4 separate regions of the Mus musculus genome follow, and regions 2, 3 and 4 are each linked to region 1. Evidence: chromatin contacts called from public ChIA-PET and Hi-C data. All regions are on one chromosome and are shown on one strand. The core of a region is the stretch at or near the end of the contact, and the rest is flanking DNA. Distances in the headings are between cores, read along the strand shown. Region 1 has its middle 43 kb from the start of Gm30292. Region 2 holds the start of Cog6 (component of oligomeric golgi complex 6). Region 3 overlaps Gm30235 (a long non-coding RNA gene). Region 4 overlaps Gm30235 (a long non-coding RNA gene).

The links. Hi-C and Micro-C count contacts between places; a contact is called where the count stands out from the background. ChIA-PET counts read pairs in DNA pulled down with a chosen protein or histone mark.
Region 2: a contact with region 1 is called in an RNA polymerase II ChIA-PET map of memory CD8 T cells, with 78 read pairs. The contact joins the promoter of Cog6 here to the enhancer-like site in region 1. A contact is called at or near these places in 3 of 39 promoter capture datasets (the 3T3-L1 cell line, the C10 cell line and stem cell-derived epiblast-like cells), 1 of 15 datasets of contacts at CTCF or cohesin (large pre-B cells), 5 of 484 Hi-C or Micro-C datasets (Th2 cells, cerebral cortex, nephron progenitors and 2 more) and 2 of 115 datasets of contacts at active chromatin or transcription factors (Th17 cells and memory CD8 T cells).
Region 3: a Hi-C map of uterus shows a contact between it and region 1, with 4 times the contacts expected there. The contact joins two enhancer-like sites. A contact is called at or near these places in 10 of 484 Hi-C or Micro-C datasets (the C2C12 cell line, CD4 T cells, adipose-derived mesenchymal stem cells and 4 more) and 1 of 115 datasets of contacts at active chromatin or transcription factors (CD8 T cells).
Region 4: an RNA polymerase II ChIA-PET map of effector CD8 T cells shows a contact between it and region 1, with 14 read pairs. The contact joins two enhancer-like sites. A contact is called at or near these places in 3 of 484 Hi-C or Micro-C datasets (adipose-derived mesenchymal stem cells, frontal cortex and myocytes) and 2 of 115 datasets of contacts at active chromatin or transcription factors (effector CD8 T cells and memory CD8 T cells).

What each region holds. Positions count from the first base shown.
Region 1 is chr3:52,838,990-52,841,733 of GRCm38.p6, forward strand. No RefSeq gene overlaps it. Among named protein-coding and RNA genes, the nearest start is that of Gm30292, 43 kb to the left of the region's middle. Within about 2 kb of position 1,377, at least 56 of the 459 cell types and tissues checked have an H3K27ac peak or open chromatin away from gene starts, as enhancers often do. A contact at or near this core is called in Th17 cells, Th2 cells, effector CD8 T cells and 2 more, where this site is marked.
Region 2 is chr3:53,015,874-53,018,617 of GRCm38.p6, forward strand. It overlaps Cog6 (component of oligomeric golgi complex 6), which reads right to left and starts at 1,350. Exons shown (of 19, transcript NM_026225.3): 1 at 1,173-1,350. The coding sequence starts at 1,325.
Region 3 is chr3:52,684,552-52,687,295 of GRCm38.p6, forward strand. It overlaps Gm30235 (a long non-coding RNA gene), which reads left to right. Exons shown (of 4, transcript XR_867280.1): 3 at 918-1,060. Among named protein-coding and RNA genes, the nearest start is that of Gm30235, 36 kb to the left of the region's middle. Within about 2 kb of position 1,405, at least 76 of the 459 cell types and tissues checked have an H3K27ac peak or open chromatin away from gene starts, as enhancers often do. A contact at or near this core is called in uterus, where this site is marked.
Region 4 is chr3:52,702,277-52,705,020 of GRCm38.p6, forward strand. The region is part of intron 3 of Gm30235 (a long non-coding RNA gene); the gene reads left to right. Among named protein-coding and RNA genes, the nearest start is that of Gm22798, 19 kb to the right of the region's middle. Within about 2 kb of position 1,350, at least 14 of the 459 cell types and tissues checked have an H3K27ac peak or open chromatin away from gene starts, as enhancers often do. A contact at or near this core is called in effector CD8 T cells, where this site is marked.

The DNA.
Region 1 (2,744 bases), core at 127-2,626:
CAGCATGGACTATGTCCTGCATTAAACGGATTCACTGTGAGGCAGGAGAAGTCTTATCCCAGCCAGGAGCACACAGTCATGGGACTGGTCCTGACAGGAACGTAGACCCAGCTATGTACAGATGAACTGATTGATGATGGGGGTGGGGCTAAGAAAGAACAGCTTCTAATATCAGATTTGAATAAGATCCTGGTCTGAACAGCTTTAAGGCATCTGTGTGCACATGATCAACGGGGTCCGTGGTCACAAAACTCTTGCAGAAACGGAGGTAGAATCATTTTGAGCCTGTGGAAGCAGTCTACATCCCTGCAGGCTAGCCTAGCTCCTGAGACATTCTGTCATGGCATCCATCCTCCCTCCAGCATCCAGGACTTCTGCGCGCTAATTGGGTTTAAGGAAAACCTGTAATCCCAGTGTTCTGGCAGCTGGGACAGAAAGACTGAAAGCTTAAGGGCAGCCTGGGCTACAGAGTGAGTGATACATTGTCTCAAAAATAAAATCATAAAATAGCTCAAAATAAAATCAATAGAAGTATTTCTGTTTAAAGTACTGAATATTTAAATACTGACTATAAGAATGGACAGCACTCTTGTCTGAAGCTGTAGTCATCAGATGGCTCCCGGAAAAGCATCAACGACCCCCGAGACTTCTGTGTATACCCTGTGGGCAACTCATTTTTATCAGAATCTTTCTTCTCCTTCCTGTGTTGCCAGAACCTTTTGGACATGGGTTCTGGACCAGGAAAGACTATAGTCAGTAGAAATGCACTTGTTGCACCCTGAAGCTTCTCTGGGTCCATCCAACTCTTGGACCTGGGGACTTCCCAAGACTTTGCCCTAGGCTGCTGGAGAGTCTCATCTGTCTTCTCTGCTTGGCTGTACACTCACTGATGGCTAATGGGAGCAGGCTGTAGCGTGGGAAAGGCGAAGAGGGTTGCTACAGTGTTGCGGAGACTCAACGCTAGGCAGACTCTAGCTACCTTTGACAGCGACAGGCTGTTGAAGAGCAAGCGCTGCCTGCAGAGAGCTGGACTGTGGTTTGCTACTGTGGACACTGACTTCATTTGTTCTTATTTCTTGTTCTCAAGACAGCCTATGAATGCAGACTTGCCTGGAATTTTGAAGTGCATAGATTATTAAGGTAGGGAAGAGAAAATGTGGGTGTTAGAGGGGGACCACACCCAGGCAGCTGCCTAGGATACAGGCTCTGTAGTGTATTCTAGAAGTCCCTGGCAGAGCTCGGCCTCCAACAGAATTCTCCTCTGCCCTGAGACCGCCCATCTTCTCCTTCCAGGTTGTCTCAGCAGAACTCACCGTCTTGGCTGGCCTCTTCAGCCCTGGTTCATCTTCTCATCTGTCAGGGACCCACCTGTGGCTTTAATGTGGGCCTGCCTGAGCCCCACCCTCCTACACCCTGTGGTTATCGGTCCTCCACCCTGATCTTATCATCTGCAGGAAATCAAAACACCATGTGTGTGAGCATAAAATTCTGTCATTTATTTGTGTTGCAGACTTCAGGAAGAGGAGAGAAAGAGAAAAAAAAAAAATCACAGTTCACTTTTCATTAAAAAAAAGGGGAGGGGGGTCACAACGTTTAATTCTTAGTGACCTAAAGTCAGCTAAAGTCAGCTTCACTAACGACCAGGAAATGCCTGACCCTCGGGTCCTCACTGTTGTCATGAACTCCAAACGTTTTAAAAATGGAAATTAAAAAAAAAAAAAGTAATTACCTCTTAGCGTGTTAAAAAGTTAAGTTGAATTGCCCATTACCATGGAGATGGCTTCCTGTTTACCACACTGGTCGCCCAGCTGTTGAAGACCAGCCACCCAGCCAATGAAAAGACAGCTTTTAGCTTCCCTTATTCCATTAGTGCTTCAAATAGTGAGTCAATACAACCTGTAATTTACTAGTCGGTAAAATTTGATAAATTGTGTTTTCATATATATTAGTGGTTTTACGTTTAACAAAGTCCATCATATGGAATTACCACTATGGTTAAAAACATTATTTTATATTTTGAGAGGTAGGGGCTTCCCTGTGCTTAAAATGCCTACCCTGTGCCTTTTAAAATTCTGGTATAGCATTCTGGTACTTCAGACAGCCTCCTGCAATAAGGAATTGTCCTCTTTCCTCTTCACTGGTCAAGAAAGCTGCACTATTACCCAATACTGATACATAATATCCTTTATAACAAAATCAAGACTCTGGCTACCAATCCCCAAAGACCCTAGGATTCTAAAGTACACTATTTTGTGTCTGATAATAAATAAAAATTATTTGAAAATTGAGAAGTTTTTATTTTTCTTCCCGGCCTGCATGTAAAAATATTATCAAGCTACCTAATGAGTCCAAGGAGATGGGACCACAGATTTCAGTAACTAAATCATTTGAAGAAGAGAGGTATGGGGACTTGGGTGGAAGTGCCATGCACCTGGGAATGTGGCGATATTCGATACAAAGTATGGCGATAAAGAAGAGAGTAAAGTGTGTAAGCAGGAGGAAGCCAGCTCCCAGCAGTTTGTTGGAAAGCTTCAAAAGAGCCCTCCTGTGAAACAGTCGGCAGCTAACCACAGCTCTGGGAGGCTTCTCCTCACCTTGGAAGAAGCTCAAAGCTTCCCTAATGAGCCCTCAGGTCTCCACAGTTTCCTGCCCAGACCTTTTGGGTCTGGTCTTTTTGTCCCTTTCCTGCTACCTCCCTGTCCTTCTCAGAGGCCTTTGTGCAGCACCAATGGCTTTGGAATATA
Region 2 (2,744 bases), core at 100-2,599, 180 kb after region 1:
GGTAATTCCCGTTTTTCATTTAACTTTATTTTACATCCTGACCAGTTTCCCCTCCCCTACTCTCCTCACAGCCCCTCTCCCCTCCCTCCATTCCTCCTCCATTTCTGAGAAGGCAATTCTTTATGTAGTATATGTTCTGAGAGACTGTAAGTGAATTGTCAAAGTGTAGAAAGTTATAGCACCAAGTATCATGAGATAAAAATATGTACATTTATACTGGTTTGGTGCAAAAGAAACTGATTTTAGTATGCCAATTATAAATCAATAGCTCAAACACCTTTATTAATTAAAACAGAAACCTTTACAATGGACACATTTTTGCCAATGAGTTCTGGATTCTGTGAACTCTTAGGGAGCTTCCAGTTGTTTGTGAACGTGTTTTTTCCTGCACAAAGTTGTCAAGATGCTTGAAGAAGTGAGAGCCAAAGTCAGATAAATGCAGGCAAAACTTTATAGCTCGATTCACTCAAATTGCAAAGAGTGGCTTGTGTGCCTGGCAGTTGGGAGTGCTGGAGAAACGGGTCTACTATGTTGACCAGTCCTTGCAGCAGGGTTTGAAGTACTGTGGTTCACAGGGATTCAGAAAGTTTTATTCATCAGACCCGCAGCAAATTTCTCAAATCAGCGACCATGACGTTTTTGTTTTGTTTTGTTTTTTCTCGCTGTTTTGTGGACCTAAGGTCCGCTTTGAGAAGCGCTTTGTAGTTTCTTCTTGATGCTAACACTGGGCTTGTCATCCCAAGCTGTCCTACTCAGTATGGCTTTTGGTAGCATGTCACAACCCTATCTAGCCCAGGGCTTTATTTATAACTCAGCATGTTAATGTTCTGTTTTTGACACACAGGAGTCAAATTCTTGTTGACAGCTTATTTTTACTTACTTCTATCTTTACCCACGTCTTTACGGCTCCCACCTTACTGTATTCTTTTGTGCCACGTAGGCACGGCTATACCTGGCTACTCAAAGCTGCAGGGGAGACAGCCAGCTCTGATAAGAGCCGCGAAGTACTGCTCTAGACGGTTAAGGGGAGGGCGTGCGGGAAGGAGTTCAAGTAAAGGACACAGCAAGAGCGCAAGGGCAGGGCACAGCTACCCCAAAAAGCGCTTCCCTACGCCTAGGACAGCAGCAGCTTCTGCCCGAGACCAGGGGTCCGCCCCGCCCCCTCCGGTTACCTTGTCATTTTCTAGCCGTGTCTCCAGGATCTTGTGCAGCTTACGCGACAGCGGATTGTTGGGCTGCGCGGGGGTCGCACCTGCCCCATTACTGAAGCCATTGGCGGCCCCGGAGGCGGGGACCGCAGCCACCTCCCCGCTGGCGTCAGCCATCGCTGACAGACCCGGCGTAACGGAAGCACTGCGCTTGTGCACTCACTCGCGCATGCGCACACCTGGCCGCGCATGCGCACCGCGATCCGAGACGCTCTACCTGCCCGGTTTACTTTAAAATCCTGGGAGGCGAGGACACGCTCAGAAGAGATTGGAGGTTGTCTACAAAGTGAGTTCCAGGACAGCCAGGGCTATACAGAGAAACCCCTGTCTCGAAAAACTAAAAAAAAAAAAAAAAAAAAAACAAACAAACAAAAAAAACCCAACAACAACAACAACAAAAAAAAGAGGTTGGAGGTTGTAAAAGAGACTTCAGGAATCTGAATCTTGAAAAAAAAAGCCAAAGTAATAATGTAAAATATGTAAAGTAATAATGTAAAGTATATGTAAAATATGCCGAAACCAGTAGCTGGCATGCATGCATGATCAACAGAACTGATTGCAATTAAATTTCGTTTATCTGAATTCATCATTCTGAAAAGCATCAATCGAAGCTAGAGTATTTGCCAGGGCTGCTGGTGTGCACTGACATAAATAATAAACAAGACAGTAAACAGAAGGCAATGAAGAGACAGAGGAAAGAAATGAAATGCAGGCCAAAGTGGTTACTCAAGAAGGCTTGGAAGGACCTGGCCTTTAATTTCAGATTTAAAAGAGACCTAGAGCTGTGAGAAATCTCCAAATAGGAGAAAGCCTACATGTAAAGGCCCAGAAACAAGGAACTTTGCATTCTCACAAACTGACCAAAGGCAGTGTAGCTGGAAAGCAGTGGGCAAGAAAGTGTTTCTCCTGTATGCATGTGTGTATGTGTGTATGCATGCATGCATGGATGTGCACTGTATACATGCAGTCCCAGTGGAGGCCAGAAAGGGCGTCATGTCCCCCTAGAGCTGGGGTTATGATGGTTCCAATCCGGGGTCCTAAGAACTGAACCTAGGTCTTACACAAGAGCAGCTGTGCTCTTAACCACAGAGCCATCTCTTCAGCCTGCGATATCACTTTTTGATTTACAAAACACGGTGACAATTATCAATAATGGCCATACTGTGATAGTGTTAACTGATCTTTTTTATTACACCTGCAAGTTCAGATTCACATTATCGAGCTAGTCTTATTTATTGGCAGTTGCTCTGTGGTAGCAACTCTCTCGCCATAACATGTTACTGGGCACAGGCACCCAAAATTTCAAATCTCTATATACTAATTCCTGCAATCTTCTTTAATCCTTTTCAGCTACTACAGCAAAATGCTCTATACTTGGTAGCTTACAAACAATAGAAATTTATTTCTGATTGTTCTGGAGGATGAGAGGTCCAGAGTCAAGGCACCAATGGCCCTGGGTTCTGCTGGGGTCCCTTTCTGTGTTCATGGATGGACATGTTTGTGCTACTAACCTCATCTGATAGATTGGAGGGATGA
Region 3 (2,744 bases), core at 155-2,654, 150 kb before region 1:
TGGTGCCTTTAGGAATTAGGACTGGCCTACACATGAAAGCCAGCAAGAGTACAGGAACCCCAGTCCTGTAAGTGTAAGGCAGAAATCTGTCCACAAACCAAACACCAGATTCTCCCTTGAAGGCCACAGAAAGAATCAACCTTCTGTCACCTGGATTTTTGGTCTGGCTCACAATAGAAAATGGACCTACAGGGCTCCTCTCTAGCTGTCTGCCCTCCCCCATCTCAGAAGCCAATGAATGGGCCACTTCCTTCACTCAAATGAACTTTAGTTCATCTGTTGCGAATTAACTAGTCCTGCTTACTCCAGCCCCATCAAAACTCCACTCCCTGGACTGTCAGCTTTAACTCACTTCTTGCATTAACCTATTTCTCCTTGAAAGGCTTGGTACTTAGGCGAAAATGATTTTATGAGATGACCTGGATAGCATGGGCAATAATAGTGAACCCTAACGAAAATAGATTGCATAATTAGGGGGTACTAATGGAAGATGGAGATGGGAAAATATGGAGAAGTATAGTAGGAGGGGTGTAATATCTGATGAATGGGTGACTATGTTATAATAAAAGCATGACAACTCTGGCATTGAGAGAAAAGTGTGTGTGTGTGTGTGTTCGTGTGTGTATGCACGAGCATGGGACAGTGTGGAAGATGACAGGGTATAGACATTCCCACCTAAGGACTCACAGAGCTTCACTCAGTCATTTTGGGGGGGGGGGGAGTTGAGACATGGCTTCTCTGTGTAGCCCTGGCTGTCCTGGAACTCACTCTGTAGACCAGGCTGGCCTCGAACTCAGAAATTCACCTGCCTCTGCCTCTCAAGTGCTGGAATTAAAGGCATGTGCCACCACGCCCGGCTTCACTCAATCTTGATTATCATGCTCAATACTGTGTCTCAGTGATAATTCCCCCAACAGGTGGATTAGCAGTGGACTGACTCATCTCAGAGCAGGAAGACACCTGCCACTCACTGACTCTGCTCCATGGACTGCCAGCTCTGAGGGATCTCTGCCCCTTGGCTTACCGGGCATAAAGCAAAGGACTGCTGAGGAACACTCAGGTAGAGGATGGCATGGGGAGGGACAAGGACAAAGTTCCCACAGCTTTCTTAGACCTCACAAAGTAGCAGGAGGAGTGCCTGCAGGACAGCCACACTGAAGGCTCTCCTTGTGTAGCTCGCTTATTGTTAGAGTTTGATTTTCCGCCAAGTCTTCATATTTCTTCCTTGTCAGCAGCTCAGTGCCAGACAATAGGGAAAACAGTTCTTTTGGCCTCTCCTGCACTTTAGCCCAGAGAAGAATGGCTTTTGAAGTTGAACTTGAATGGTCTCCTTACCTTATTTGCCCTGACCCGGAGTTGCACTGGGCTAGCTAGCAAGGAATCTAGAACATGGGCATGGAAACTCTGTGTTTACGAGATGAGCCCAGAGCTTCCACACTCCCTGAGTCACACCCTGGAGTGGTGATTTAGTACGGGTGTGGGAGGGAGGCACGTTGTCAACTCGACAACCACCTTTTTGAGTTGAGAATTTTTATCCAAACTTGCAAGCCCCTGCCTAAGCCTTGAGAGTTTATTTTCTCTTGGAAAATGTCTGGATCATTTTTTTCCTCCTTCCTGCAAGAAGAGACGACTAAGAGATGACAGGTTTTCTTGGATCTGAGTTCACTGTTGGAATTTTTTTTTCTGAGTCTAGTGCCAAAAAGTTCTGCAATTTGCTGAATAAATTTTTCTGAAGTTAGACTGGGGTGGATAATTGGGAGCGAGCTGCTGGGGTTGTTGGGCTGTGGTGGCTCTGCCCTTCTGGGAACATGGGTTCCTCCCTTCCCAGCCAGAGTTCCTAGGCAAGCTGACCATTCTGAACACCAGGGTCTGGTTCACAACTGTTCAAACTGCCTGTTCCCAGATGCCGAGATGCCGTCACCCTGAGCAGCCATGGGGTTTCCTCCTATCTGTCAGTAAGATGGGCAAGGACTTATTTTTATGGCGTTACTCCTTAATGCTTTTTCTATGGCTCTCAGGAAAACCTATACAGAACTCAAGTCTTATGCGGCCCCAAGAGCTGCATGGTCAGCAAAAATGGCCAATAACGTGCCTGTGTCACAGTGGGCATTTCAGCCTAAAATGAGCTCTCTGCAGGCTGAGGAGGGCTCAGTGGTGAGGGGTGCTTGCTGTTCTTGCCGAGGACCCTGATTCTGTAGCCAGCACTCATCTGGAGTTCACAGCTGCCTGTAACCCAGTTCATCTGTCCTGCCCAAACTCCTGCGGACATGTGTTACACATAAACTCAGGCCCACACACAGACTCGGAATGATGATGATGATGGTGGTGGTGATGATGATGATGGTGATATTTTTTAAAGGAGAAAAATAAATAATCTGTCTGGGTTCCCCTGCCTTTGTGGATTGGAATGAGAGCATCATCTTGCAGGTGCTACTTAGAAGCCCAGAAAAGGCCATGAAATTATATTTCACCACAGAAAATGGCTTCTCTATAAAGTTTTTACAGAACATGGCTCTCTCAATTAATATGCACAAAGTTTTCCTTAGCTCAAGTTCATTTGTGCTTAGGTGGGCATTAGGACTTCATAGCATCATTAATTAACACCGAAAGCATTGCTTGATACCCATATAACATGAACTCTAATTAAAGGCCCTGGGATAAGTGATATGCAGTCCCATCAGGAAGAGCCTAGGGAAGGCGGCCTCCCCTGAGGTAAACTTGTGTTTTGATGCTTCTTTCTCTTG
Region 4 (2,744 bases), core at 100-2,599, 140 kb before region 1:
GCCTGTCCCCTAAGTGCCACCAAGATTGCTCTGCTGAAATTAATTGATCATTACGTGCTTTCTGAGAGTCTAATATACCCTATTTGATGGAATATAAATTGCAAAAATAATCTGTAAATTATATAACAGGCTCCAGAATACATTTGCCCTCTGTCTCCTTAGCAGATATTAAATCTGACAGCTACTTTCAAAATGATCAAAATTGCTTAACTCTTGGAATGCTCGAGTTTTACAAAGAAGCGAAAACTACATTTTGGGGTATGTGCCCAGTATATAAATTGGAATTTTACACCATTTTCTTGAAGAGATGAAAAGAGATGGTATGGGAAGGTTCTCTAGTGGCTTTGAGTGTATCCTTTTATTCAATTGCTTCATAAGGTTCTCAGTTGCTATCAAAAATTTGGATGTTTGTCAGAGACGAGGAAGCTGGTTTGAAACCTGTCTGCTTCAGGGCTGAGTAGATGGGAGGATGTCATACCCCTCTAACAGGCCAGCCGCTTTGCTAGTATGCTAGCCTCTCGCCCGATCTAGTCACTCACAAAGTGCACTCTGCTGGTTATTGGCAAGTTCAAGGTTACCAGTCACCCTATCAGATGTCATAGCGATGACTATAACTACTGGATCTGTTTGCGTACACGCCTTTTGAATCCTTACATTATCATGTACACATTTCGCCACATTTGGCCAAAGTTGCTGAAAGTCTCTTTCTAGAACTCTTCTTTTCCTAGGGAGGGCAAGAAATTAAAAAAGAAGTTTCCTTTGGGGCTGACACTTATGTTGCAAATAAACCTTCCAGGATTTTTTCCACGAATGTTGAATGGGTAACAACTGAGAAGAACTAGACCATCTGTTCTTGCCTAATTGGCATCATAAGGGAAGACCACATTTCTGGAGCCTTGGAAGAAGAACGTGGGATGAAGTAGGCTCAGGATGGTGTTTTTCACGAGTCTGTTCCTTACATGCCAGAACAGAGGGTGGCTTTCCAGGAGAGACACTCTGGGTACTGGACCCTAGAAAGCTAAAATCTCGGGGGATGAATTAGGAATGACACTTATCTATAATGACTATAGTCATTATATTAGGGCTTTCACTTACACTACAAATCTAAATATTGGCTCTATCTCTCATCAGTTGTGAGCTTTTAAGTGGAGTTTTGCGTCTCTTATGATGGTTAATCTTTACTGTCAACTTTACTGGGTTTAAAGTCACCATGGAAACAGACTTCCAAATGTGTCACTAAGAACATTTCCAGATATGTTTAACTAAGGAAGGAAGACCCAACCTGAACATGGAGAGCACCAGTCCCCAGATTCAGAGTTAGTGAAAGATGGATCATGAGTGAAGTGTGACATGCCTCTGTCTTTGCTTCCGGAATATGCAGGCAGTGTGGTCTGACACCTTACGCTTCTGTGGTCATACCTTCTCTGAAAACCATGAACCCAAGGAAACACTACTTTCTTGGGTTGCTTTTGCCAAGTGTTTTATTCCAGCAATAAGAAAAGTAACAAATACGCTTCTCAAAACTCTCAGTTCTCCCAACTGTAAAATGGAGACAATAATGAGGATTACAAGGAGAAATGCACATAGCGTACACAGTAGAGTGCTAAACATGCGTACTTTCTTTGCTAGCTTCTTTTCGCTGTGACAAAAATACAACAGCCAGGGAACTCACGAACCAGGCAAGATGCATATGCTTATAGTCCCAGCTCAGAGGAGTGAAGTCAGCTTGAGCTACATATGGAGAACTTGTCACAAACCAAACGACCAACCAACAAACCAAATACAATGTAAGGAGGGGGGACTTCAGAAGTTTTTGGTGCCTCATAGCTACCAAAAGTGTGGCTTAATAGATTAGCTCACCTTGGGGCAGCCAAGAAGCAGAGAAACAGATAGGGAAGGGAGGGAGGAAAGGGAGGGAGATAGTTCTTCCTGGTGAACTTTTTCCCTTTGATTGCATCTGGGCCCTGTGCATAAGAGACGGGTACCATCAACATTCAGGGGTTAGTCTTTCTGGAAATGCCCTCATAGAGATACCCAGATATGTGATTTATTGGTCTTGTAGGTGCTTCTCAAACTCATCAAGGTCTCAATGAAGATAAGCCATGACACTAGCTAAGCTTTTATTCCAGTGATGCAACTTTGGTACCCGTCTTTTCTGAGTTGTACTTTGCACAAGCTGGGAAGGATATTTTTTTTTTCTGGCTTGCAAAAGGTTTTATATGAAGAGTCTTACAAAGATACTGAAATAAAACTGGATTTTGTTCTTCACAAGTATTCTAATGACTGAGTCTCTAGGAGTAGAATTGGGTAAAGTATAAAGAAGTATAAGAGTGGTTCAGGGTGTGGTCTGGCAGAGCCACAAACCAGCTCTGTAGGGTTGAGAGCAAGAATTCCTCCCTTCTGTGGCTCAATCCATGTGTACAATAACAGGGTCGACCAGATGCCTAACTAAGGTAGTTTAGGGCACTGAGAGTGCTGACCTTGTCTGTAAGACTAATTTACTGTTCCACCATCATGATGCAATAATCCATAGGCAGAGGGTGGTATGGGAAGGCATCCTGGGAAGTTGATTGATGCATGTCAGTGAATTCAGGTTAAACCTGCTGTTTACAATATATGATTGTGTACACATAACAATACTTGACAATACTTCACAAGGCAAAACTGGAAACCATATTTGCATTTCTTCTCTGTCCTGAATGATGCTGATACCCACAAAAGTCCCTGTGTGATCTACATACATG